Linked DNA regions of Pan troglodytes: all the other regions are linked to region 1. A link is a contact called in public HiChIP or PLAC-seq data. All regions are on one chromosome and are shown on one strand. Each heading gives the region's core, a stretch centred on a gene start, on an enhancer-like site or on the middle of the called end of the contact. The rest is flanking DNA. Distances are from core to core; before and after follow the strand shown. Region 1 holds the start of SMUG1 (single-strand-selective monofunctional uracil-DNA glycosylase 1). Region 2 holds the start of HOXC8 (homeobox C8). Region 3 holds the start of HOXC5 (homeobox C5).

What was found. HiChIP or PLAC-seq counts read pairs in DNA pulled down with a chosen protein or histone mark.
Region 2: a contact with region 1 is called in an H3K4me3 HiChIP or PLAC-seq map of stem cell-derived excitatory neurons, with 6 times the contacts expected there. The contact joins the promoter of HOXC8 here to the promoter of SMUG1 in region 1. A contact is called at or near these places in 4 of 7 Hi-C or Micro-C datasets (blood, induced pluripotent stem cells, a lymphoblastoid cell line and 1 more), 1 of 1 datasets of contacts at active chromatin or transcription factors (stem cell-derived excitatory neurons) and 1 of 1 other capture datasets (stem cell-derived neural stem cells).
Region 3: a contact with region 1 is called in an H3K4me3 HiChIP or PLAC-seq map of stem cell-derived excitatory neurons, with 18 times the contacts expected there. The contact joins the promoter of HOXC5 here to the promoter of SMUG1 in region 1. A contact is called at or near these places in 1 of 7 Hi-C or Micro-C datasets (a lymphoblastoid cell line) and 1 of 1 datasets of contacts at active chromatin or transcription factors (stem cell-derived excitatory neurons).

What each region holds. Positions count from the first base shown.
Region 1 is chr10:41,670,491-41,674,116 of NHGRI_mPanTro3-v2.0_pri, forward strand. It overlaps SMUG1 (single-strand-selective monofunctional uracil-DNA glycosylase 1), which reads left to right and starts at 1,753. Exons shown (of 5, transcript XM_009425239.4): 1 at 1,753-1,832; 2 at 2,851-2,937.
Region 2 is chr10:41,854,405-41,858,030 of NHGRI_mPanTro3-v2.0_pri, forward strand. HOXC8 (homeobox C8) reads right to left here and starts at 1,742. Exons shown (of 3, transcript XM_003313642.7): 1 at 1,648-1,742; 2 at 1-186.
Region 3 is chr10:41,830,971-41,834,596 of NHGRI_mPanTro3-v2.0_pri, forward strand. HOXC5 (homeobox C5) reads right to left here and starts at 1,685. Exons shown (of 2, transcript XM_016923290.4): 1 at 1-1,685. HOXC6 (homeobox C6) reads right to left here. Exons shown (of 3, transcript XM_063785575.1): 3 at 1,784-2,944. The coding sequence ends at 2,637.

The sequences.
Region 1 (3,626 bases), core at 503-3,002:
GCAGAAACAGGGAGATGTTCACAGAGGGAGACAGAGACCTGCAGATACAGAGAGAAAGCTACACAAGAGACTAGAAATAGAGATAAATTTACATAAGTAGAGAGGGGCAAATAACACAGGCAGAGAGAGACACAGAGAGGGAGAGGATCTGGTAAAAATTAAAGCTCAGGAAATTATGGGCTTCATGAGGTGGATGATTAATTCCATTTCCAAAGTCTTGCAAGGGTCAGGGTAGTTTCTCACCCTTGATGTCAGCAGGTCACTGCTCACAGCTCCCTGAAGCTCCTACTGCACCCATTAAGTTTTTGTTGATAGGAGATCAGACAAGTCCTGGGAAGGGAATAGCATCCTTTTTCTCTCACTTCTTCCTGTTCTGGGGTTTATAGGTCTCCTTTTCTACCACTCACAGGGAGACCTTGCTTCTGTGATTAGAGCCTTGGCTGTGCTAAGGTGTGTGGAGATTGTGGGGTGGGAGGAATATAGAAGATAACTAACCTTAGGGGGTTCCCAGTCTAATGAAAGTTTTAGAGTCAGGACACAGAACCAGACCCAGATAGAGCACAAGAACAAAACTAGGAATAGGACAGATTTGGACATAGATATTGGGATGGGGGAATGGTGGGGGAATGGACTGTTAGGTGCAGCCATGGGATGAGGATTGATCAGGGAAGCCTTCCTGGACAAAGTATTTGAGGGAGAAGATTTGGATGGAAGAGTGATAGCTAACTTTATGTGTCTACTTGAGTGGTCTAAGGGACACCCAGATAGCCGGTAAAACATTATTTCTGGATATGTCTGTGGAGTGTTTCTGGAAGAGATTTGCATTTGAATTGGTAGACTGAGTTAAGAAGATCACCCTCATTAATATGGGTGGGAACCATCCAATCCCTTGGGGGCCAGTAGAACAAAAGAGTGGAGGAAGGCAAATTCTCTTTCTTCATGAGCTGGGACATCTATTTTACCTGCCTTTGGACATCATTGGAGTTCCTGGTTCTTCGTCCTTCAGGCTCTGGGATTTAGCAGTGAGCCCCCTCCCCTGCTTTGGACTTTCCTGAATTATACCACCTGTTTTCCTGGTTCTCCAGTGTATAGACAGCAGAGCGGGAGACTGTGGGACTTCTTGGCCTCCACAATCCTGTGAGCCAATTCTTGGAATAAATCTCGTCATATAGATAGATATCCTGTTAGTTCTGTTCTCTGGAAAACTCTTGACTAATACTGAGGTTATAGGGTTGGGCAGATAGCAAGGCAGAGAAAGAAGTCAAAATGGTGACACTCTGGAGATGGGCTTGGACAGTAATGGGGGATGCTCCTTGCTAAAAAGTTGTTAGGAGCTACCAGAAATGTCTTCGTGGATGTTCTATATAAGTAATGGCAGGCTGCAAAGGAGAAGCCTCTTATACCCAGGGTGGCAGGGGGCCTAGAAATGGTCTTTAGCTATTGTTAATACCCTCAGGTGGGTGAGGGATTGGGGATGGTTGAAGCTTCCTGATTTGCAATCCCTTCGGGAAAATAGTGAATGAACTTTTGGAAGGGCGATGCCCTTTAGGGATAGAACCCAGGATTTCCTAGGTACTTACAGGCTGTGGCTTTTCACTTCTCAAGACTTCCTGATTTAACGCTGATGGAAAGATTAAACTACAATTCCCAGCGATATTTAGGGCTAATTTAGCGCGCCTTCCGGGATTGGAGCATTTCCGGCGGAAGTGGCTGCGGGTACGCCAATCTCCTTCCCTAAACAATGTAGACTACGACTCCCACTGTCCTTAGCGCCGGGGGTTGGGTTTGGGGTGGGGGAAAGGAACCGGAAACTGGATGGGGAGCTGGACCAGGTGAGGAAGTAGGGGGCTGGGAATCCGGGACTGTGGGGGCAAGTTGACGGCTCCCAGGGTCGTCGGGGCTGAGCCGAGAGGGTGGTTAGAATTTCTATGTTTTGGGGTCCCTCCCTCCGTATGGGGTAAGACTCAGTGCAGGGAGAGCCCAGCCTATGAAACCGCCTGGGAGGTCTGCAGGATCAAGGCTTTCCAGTCGGCCGGAGCCAGCGGGCGCCCCCGGAGGTTTTGTATGGTGCCTTAGTAGTCGGCCCCTTTGGAACCAGATGAAATGCTCTTTTTGAGTTTATGCTTTATTATTATTATTGTTTATTTATTTTTCTGAGACGGAATTTTGCTCTGACTTCCAGGCTGGAGTGCAATGGCGCGATCTCAGCTCACTGCAGCCTCCGCCTCCTGGGTTCAAGCGATTCTCCTGCCTCAGCCTCCCGAGTAGGTGGGATTACAGGCGCGCGCCACCATGCCCGGCTAATTTTTGTATTTAGTAGAGACTGGGTTTCACCATGTTGGTCAGGCTGGTCTCGAAGTCCTGACCTCGTGATCCGCCCGCCTCGGCCTCCCAAAGTGCTTGGATTACGGGCGTGAGCCACCGCGCCCGGCCTATGCATTATTATTATTATTATTATTAATTATTATTATTATTATTATTATTATTTCGTTTAAGGATATTTATTATTGTCCCTTGGACTCCCAGAGTGCCTCCAAAGGACAGGGGAGTGCATATGTGATTTCGATTCCTTCCTCACTTCCAGGATTTGATGTCAGAGAAGTCTGACATCAGTCTGAAGTCGGCCCTTGGTGGTCAGCCTTATCGCTTGGTCCAACTCCGCTGTCTTTGTGCTTAATGTAGTATGACACCGTATTTTATAAAATATCTACATTTCTTAAGCCTCTGGCTTTTGGGGCGACTTTGGGTAGAACTTACAAGTTCCTCCTTTGGGTTCTGTTAGTGTTTTGTTCCGGGTATTAAAGCTCACATCACACTGTATTACAGTTAGTTGTTTATTTGCCCTCACAGCAGATTATGAGCTTACGGAAAGCCTGGCCTACATTTTACTCTTTTTGGATTTCTTCCTCATCAAGAGACTGCTGCAGTGCCTGTCATGTAAGAGACTCATAAGTATTGAAAAAAATAAATGAGTTAACAGGTGGTAGGTTGGATGGAGTATGTGATTTTCCATAGAGAAGAGAGTTAAATGAGTTGCTCAAGAGAACCTTCTTAGAGATGAAACAGGAGTAGAATTCAAATCAATTGACTTCCAGCCTGTGGCTCTTGCTATGAGATCAGGCTTTGAAGTTACGGAACAATGAAAGTAGTGTCTTGCCACTCTTTTCCCCAGCCTTGCTGTTTCCAACACAGGTGTCTAAATGTCAAAGGTGGGCTCAAGACTTCTCGAGATTCTAGAGCTGGAGCAGCCAATCTGCTAATGTTGGTGTTGCATGGGGAGATGCAAAGCAAGGTCCCCTGAAACACTGGCGTTCTCCACAGCACCCTTCTCAGCTTTTGTATGAGCCCAGTTTGTCCTGGGTAGCCACCTGGACAACAGATCAGTTAAAGACTACTGAGACAGTCAGGGAAGGACTTCCTAAGTTGGGCCTCTGATTTTTTTTCTCTCCCACTTCCCCTAGGCTAGGGTGAGAAAATAGGTTTATCAAGCTGTTGTGTCAACCTTGAGTTCTCATCTTGGAGAAGTCACTCCTGACCCAGGCAGAAAGTTGAGAGGAAGGAATGACAATGGTCCTTGTCGCATGGGAGGCACACATATGATGGGCACAGACCCAGAGTCTGGAAAA
Region 2 (3,626 bases), core at 492-2,991, 180 kb after region 1:
TGCTGAGCTCGGCCGGATCAGCAGAGCTCCCGGGGCTGGGGCGCGGGCGGCGGCGGCGGGCGGCGAGCGGGCGGCGGCGGCGGCGGCGGCGCTCCTCACTGTCGGTAGGTAGAGCTCGCGCTCTCTCACTTAGCTCTTTCCTTTAACAGCCCAGGCGAATTCCTCAGACTCCCGGCGGTGGCGGCGCTTACACGCGATTCGCGTTCATCAATCCACGACATGAAGACAGGCGAGAGAGAGAGAGAGAGAGAGAGAGAGAGAGAGAGAGAGAGAGATGGCGGGGGTTGAGGGGTACAGGGCTGGGGGGACCTGGAGGAAGGGGAGGGGAGGAGAGGGGGAGGGATGGGGGTGTGTGGTGTGTGTAGGGGGTGGTGAGCCAGCCCCAGCTAATGGCTGGGGCCAGTTTTCCAGGGTACGAATTTAGATGTGAAGGTGCCTCTCGCCCCCAGCCTCGCTTCTCTTTTCCTTCTTCTGAGAGAGAGAGAGATACCTGAGCCAGCAGGTCAACCCAGGTTACCTCAACAGGTATAAGACCTCCAAGGAGATGAATACCTGCAAGCCAGAGCAGGGCCCCTAACCCAAAAGATGGGCTTCCTAGGGGGTCCCTAAGTCTGGAGACTTTGAGGAGGAACAAGCACACCATACCCCCAAATACTTCAGGCATCAGACCCTCCATCCCCTGGCCCCTCCCCAGGGTCCGAAGCTGTTCTGTCTCCTTCCTTAGATCCAGGAGACTCTCTTGCTACCTGCTATGGGTAGAGGAGAGGGTCAGAGGAGGTGGGGCTGGGGAAAACTCCATATACCCAGTCAGGGCCACACTGCCCCTTCAGACACCAGCCCCTGCATGGAGCAGGAAACCCAGGCAATGGCCACAAGCTTGGCTAGGGGCTCTGAGAGCAAAGCTGCTTATGGAGACTAAAAGGAAAGGGCAGCTGTGTGTCCCTGGTTTCTAGCTGGGCTGATTCAGGACATTTCTTCTTAGGAGACTATTTGCATCTGAGTTGGAGGGGACTGGAGCAGGCCTCTTACTTGTCCCCACATACCCCCATGCCATAGGAAATGCCAGCTCAGCCTGGTGGGGCCCCTGGCTTCACTGCAGCTCCCTCTTCCCCAGGCAGGCTGCCCAGGCCAGGATGTGGATGGGAACTATCAACAACAGACACTCTTTAAATATTTATCCACACTTTCTCTGGAGGGTTCCCCCATCCCCAAGACTGAATACATTCAAGTTAATTCTAATGGATTAAAGAACCTTAGTCCATCAGCACCCTTCTCTGGCCATAAGTGTGTACAGTGATTTGGGCTTAACACAGACAGAGAGAAAAAGGGAGAAGGTGAGAATACATGCATGCTGTGTGCATATGAATGAAAAAGATGAGTAAGAATTATTTTTCCAGTCCTCTCCCTCACCAGGGTGTGAGGCTGTTACACCCAGGAAATCCTAGAGCACACTCAGGACACACACACACTGTACGTGCTACTTTTCACCCTGAGACACATCAAGTCCATGCTCAGTGTAAACTAGCACACACATGCCTGGAAGCATCCCTGCCACCTCACAGACACTGTACGCACATGTGCACACCCAGGCACACATGCACACATGCCTGACAAACACAGATGCATATTATGAAAGCAAAATGCTACCTGTTTTTCTTCCACATCCTGGGGGTTTCAGGGTTGGATGAGGAAGGAGGTGGTTAGGCAACCAGACCTTTTCCTTCCCCATCCGGAGCCCAGCTCTGGAGATGGAAGAAGGAATGGCGGTTCAGGGCAGGATGGTTTAGAGAGAATGAACACCTCCTCCCACCCAACCCAGTCCCCCTATTATCTAAGTAATTGCTGGGGAAATGGCCACTCTCTGTCAAATTCCCAAAGGAGATTCACTGGTGCAGGCAGCAAGAGCTCCCTCCAGGATCCCCTGCATTTGGGGAATCCCACCCCCATCTCAGGAGCTGCCCAAACTCTTAGACACCCAGAACTCTGGCATTGGAGCAGCACGAGGGAAGGGTCAGAAGAGGGCTGTGCCAGGGCTGCAGGCCTCCCTAGGGTCCAGAACAGTGGGGGTCAGGACAGGGCGTCTCTACCCGTACCACAGCTCGCTTCAGCCTTGGCTCCAGCCCTGCCTTTTCTGAGCCTGCTCTTCGGGTGCTGCGATGAACAGAGTGGACTCTGGGCTCCCAGCATCTGGGTCACTGGAGACTGTCATAAATACTTTCTCTTCCCAGCCTGGAAAAAGGAGGCCCAGAGGGCTGGATCCGCTCTGGGGCCTGCGCCTTATCATTTAGGGGGTGGGGTGGGGGGATATTTCGACATTTTATGGTCCAGCGAAAACCCTGCCAGAGAGCTATTCTTCCGGGCCTTTGTGTCTTGGAATGCGACTGTCCCGAGTGTGCCGCCACCGCCGCCTGCCCGGAGAGCCCACCAGTCCCGCAACCCCTGGCCGGACTTGGTTTCCCCTTTTGGGGGTCCCTCACCGTTCTTTCATTTGTTTGTTTGCTTTCTTTTACACGTTATCTGGTTTATTTCGCTCCCCGAGCCTGGAAATAAAGGAACCGAAAGCAGCCATCCTCGCCGAGGCCGTCTCTGTCCCTCTCCCCGAGGCCTGCACCGCCCTCATAGGTACCACGGATTTATGTTCGTTTGTCCGGGTCATTCTGCCTTTTTGTGTTAATTACGCGCTGCCTGCTTTGCACTTATCTCCTCCACAAAGCGATTATTTTTAATGCCTGCCCTCCTGAGCCTTCCGAGCCCGCTGCCAGATCGAGGGCCCATCTCCCGCTGCCACTCGCGAATTATTTACACCTCGCAGGTGAGAGGATTGATTTGCTCAGAGCCAGTGGGGCCGGGCCGGCCGAGGCGCGGGGCCTTCTCGCAGCGGCTGCGGGCCGGGCCTCAAATGTCAGTGCGGCCAGGGCGGCCCGGGGCACCGCCGCCTCTAACATTGAGCAACAGCGCCACCTCGCGTCCATTTGGTCCAATGCAGTCCGGCTGGGAAAAAGCTAACAAGAGGTCCCAGGCTTGCCCCAAAGGTGGGAAGTGGGAGGAAGGAACCTCCAGATGGGTGCTCAAGAGAGAGATTCCCCGGAAGGGAGTTGCCCCAGGACTGCTGTTCTTTTGTTTTCTAAGTTCTTGAAATAAAACCTTGTGAAAGGTTCCACACTGTTTTCTCTTTTTGTTACCCTCCCTTCTCCAATTAAGAGACTCTAAGCAAAGCAACTGCCGCGATCTCCCCCCATTCAGGCGCATTTCTGGGCTTGGAACATCTCCGCGAACGCGGATGCACGCTCCGAGGCTCCCACGACGGCTTGCCCGCAGCGCGCACCCTAAAGTCCTCCCTCCTCTTACCCTGATGCTGGCCCCTCACCGACTATTCCGCCGCCGCCTGCAGGACTTTGGGGTGGGACTCGGACTTCTCCAGGCTGTTTGACCCCTGGTTTGTAGCCCATCCCTCTCGCGCGCGCGCTCTCCACCTCTCCCTCTCAGCCAGTGAGGTCCTGTTCTCCGTGGGCCATAGACAAAACATTCCTATAATCCGATTTCAAAGGAAAGTGTCCACCTTATTTAAACCATAAAACAATTAAGCCCAGACGTCTAGCCAGCTCCGCGCTGCTGTTTTGTTCGGC
Region 3 (3,626 bases), core at 435-2,934, 160 kb after region 1:
CTCACTTATAATGCACAGAGTGCTTTTTGTAATGAAAGCCCCGTTCTCCCAACCTCCAGGGTCTTCCAATCTTCAAAAATGGATGAGGAAAGGGGATTAAGTTAGGTAAGGTGGCCTATGCCCAGGCTGGAGAACCAATGGGGTTTAACTTAGGTTCCCTAAACCAAAGGTAGAAGTCCCTTGCCTCTCAGGCCCTAAGGCCCCACTACTGCTGAAGAGGTGCCTATCAGCAAGAGAAAGTAGAATTAGCTTCTGAAGAGGTAGACAGGACGCCCAGGAGGAGGGATCCTGAGTGGTCAGAACAAGATAGGGGGGTCATGAAGCTGAGGGTGATGCAGGCTGTTTGGGATGGATCTGGAGGTGAGGAGCCAGGTGGAGTTGGCTAGACCTCACCATGCTAGGGTCCCCAGAGTGGCAACAAGGCAATTTTCAAGTGTGTGTGTGGACACGGACAGAGCCAGACAATGGTCTAGAGGACTGCTCTGTCTCCCTGTGTGCGATCCTTATGTGGTACCTATGCCAGAGGTTTTAGACAGAAAACAGATGTTAATTGAGGACATGGAGAAGCAAGATTGAAGCCTCCACAAATATTACGTGAGCATGGCAGAGGAAAAGGCCCGTTATGTGCCCTTTGGGGGAAAGGTCTCTGGGCTAGGCTTTCCAGGGACCTGAATCCATAAGGTCCACAAGAGAGCAATTTCTGAGCTACCAAGAGGAATGGGGCGGACCTGGGGGGTGGGCAGGGCAGGCGCCTGGGTAGCCTTCGCAGGGTATCTGCAGCCATTCGGCCCCATCCTCTTCCCCCGTAGCCCCAAGTCTCATACTTCCCTGCCTGCTTCTTCCCAGGAAATCTCCGCCCCGCCAGGAGAAGGCCCCCTCCTCACTGGTGGAGGCACTGGAGGCGAGGGTGGGGGCGCTGGAGGGAATCTGAAGGGCCCGGAAAACTCTGGCGGATTTTTTCCCTCCGGAGACCCCCCTCAACACCTCTCCCTGTAGGCCCACTCAGGTTTCTCTGGCCAGGCTTGGAGAGAGAAGGCCAGGGTTGATAAATGGTTAGGGTCCGGCTGCGCTCCTCACCCGCCTCTTCAGCCGTTTGAGGAGAGAAAAGTAAGGAACCAGCCCGGCTGGAGCTGTAATGAAGAAGGAATTTTGTCCCGGCCACGTCAGGAGTCCCAGAGCAGGCGAGAGCTCAGTTTCCAGGCTTTCTCTCTCGAGATGTCCTTGAATCGCTCAATCCCTGCCGACAGGGCTCCAGTCCCGCGGTCTTCTCTTTCCCTCCGCTCTCCGCCTCCGCCACGTTTCGCAACAGCCAGCTTGGCGCGGGCCTGGGGCTTGCTCTCACGGCGCCCCCCGCCTCCAACTCCCGGGAGTGGGTGGAGGAGACCCTGGTGCCTGGATAGTGCTTCTTTACTGGTCTTTCGGGGCGCCTCGGGGTTCGGACGCCGAGGACACCGGCTGCCACAGGCAGGAAGAAAGGCCTGCGTGGAGTTGGTGCCCAAACCGACTGATCCCGGCTCCCCCCCGCAACAAAATCCTACGCGGCCTTTTCCCGCAGGGTGTGTGTGTTGCTCCGCGCAGGGAGCCCAGAGAGGCCTCCCAGCCCCTCAGTGCGATCGCGAGAACGAACAGAAGGCCGGGGCTGGGCGCCTGGGCTCCGGGGAAGGCGAGTGCAGAGGGCTGGGGGCTTGCAGGGGGCCGGCAGGCGCGGGAGCGCTTGGAGCCTGCTCCAGCTCTCACCCTGAGGCCGGCGGGCGAGCGAATTAACAGAATTCCCGGTATAAACTTTTAAAAATAATATCAGTTTTATTAAATATTCGAGAACGGACCCAGAGGTTGGATTTATACAGGAGGGTAACACGAAGGGATTTATTTATTTATTTATTTTCTCCTACTGGCTAAACAAACGTCATTCACTTTTTTTCTCTCTTTTTGTAATTTTCCCTCTTTTTTTTCCTTTTTTGAAATTGGATAGGAACACTGACGGTGCTAAACATAAATATAAATACAGAGACCACAAATACAGCTAAAAATCTTCACACAGAAACGGTCACAGTTTGTAAAATGCCATAATGACCCCCAGGATTCTTTAAATACAATTTGCCTGGACTGGGCATTTGCTGGGGCAGAGGGGCTAGGCAGGGACTGCGGGGAGGCCCTGGGGGTTGGTGTGGGGCCAAGGCGCGCCCTCCTTGGGCCTCCGGCGCTCCCCGGCTGCCAGGCCGAGCCCTGAGGCCCTGGAGCAGAGGCCCCAGGCCCAGGAGCCGGCTCTCTGCACGGGGGGCGGGGGTGGGGGCGTCGAGGGAGTAGGGGAGCCAAGTCCTCACTTGGAGGGCAATCTGTAGAGTCTGAGTTCAGGGTCCGAGCCCCCAAGGCCTGGACGGGGAAAAGGGCCTGTAGACAAGCCGAGAACGAGCTAGCAAGGGAGCGAGGAGGAGGAGGCGCGTGGTGAAAGAGAGTTGTGCGGTGAGGGAGGGGGTCCAGAGCTGACTTTCAGGTCCACGTTTGACTCCCTAATTTTGTTTTAGGGAATCAAAACACATCAATTGTGCCAGTGATAAATACAGAGTGTGTGATTAGGGGAGAGTTGGTGGCGAGCGAGGGAGAAAGGGAGAGAGGGGTGGCAGGGACAGTCCTGGTCACTCTTTCTGCTTCTCCTCTTCTGTCTCTTCCCGCTTTTCCTCTTTTCCGCCCAGGCTGTCGGCGGTGGCCCCTCCGCCGCCCCCCGAGAGAGTGGATGTGAGATTAGATTCTTTTTTCCACTTCATCCGGCGGTTCTGGAACCAGATTTTGATCTGTCGCTCGGTCAGGCAAAGCGCGTTGGCGATCTCGATGCGCCGGCGCCGCGTTAGGTAGCGATTGAAGTGAAATTCCTTCTCCAGTTCCAGGGTCTGGTACCGCGAGTAGATCTGGCGGCCGCGCCTCCGGTCCGCTCCGTAGCCGACCCCTAAAGATCCGGGCACAAAACACACTAAAAGCAATCAGCAAAGCGTCCTCTGCAGACTGTTTCGCCTAGCAAAGTCCTGACCCTCCCAACCTAGCCAGCAGCTCACAGCCTCCTTAGGGCTCTAGCCTTCTCCCTTTTGCCTTGCCCCACCCCCACTGGGGGTACAGCGAGGACCCCAACTTCAGACCTCCTATAAGGTGGGACCTGTGTGTCCCAAAGAAAGGTGTGTGGTGGGGGGGGGGGCGGGGGGGCGGGGCAAAAGGCAAACAGAAAGCTGCAAGTCTAAAAGCAGATTTTTGAAAAATCCCAGATAATGGGGATGAGGGCCCCCTTTCTCAAGGACTGGGCTTCCCCATCTCCCCAAGCATCCTAGTTCCTTGGAAACTTCTCCCCACTTATCTGCCTCTCCTCTCCCCCTCCCTTCTCCTCAGACTGACTCCACTTTGGGGGGCTCCCCTATCTTCTGCTCCCTCCCCTCATCCCCTGCCCTGTTCCTGCCCCCTCAGCTCGCCTTGGAGCCCTCCAATCCGTCAGGGGCCAAGGGGGCCAGGCCCCTGCAAGCGAGCGAGAGGCGAGCTGAGGGGGCAGAAGAGGGGGCCCTGTCTCGGCGAGGAGACGAGCGTGATTGTTTTTATGGGGCCATAAAAAACTCTCTCCGCCCGTTCTTCTAGGGAAGCCGGTC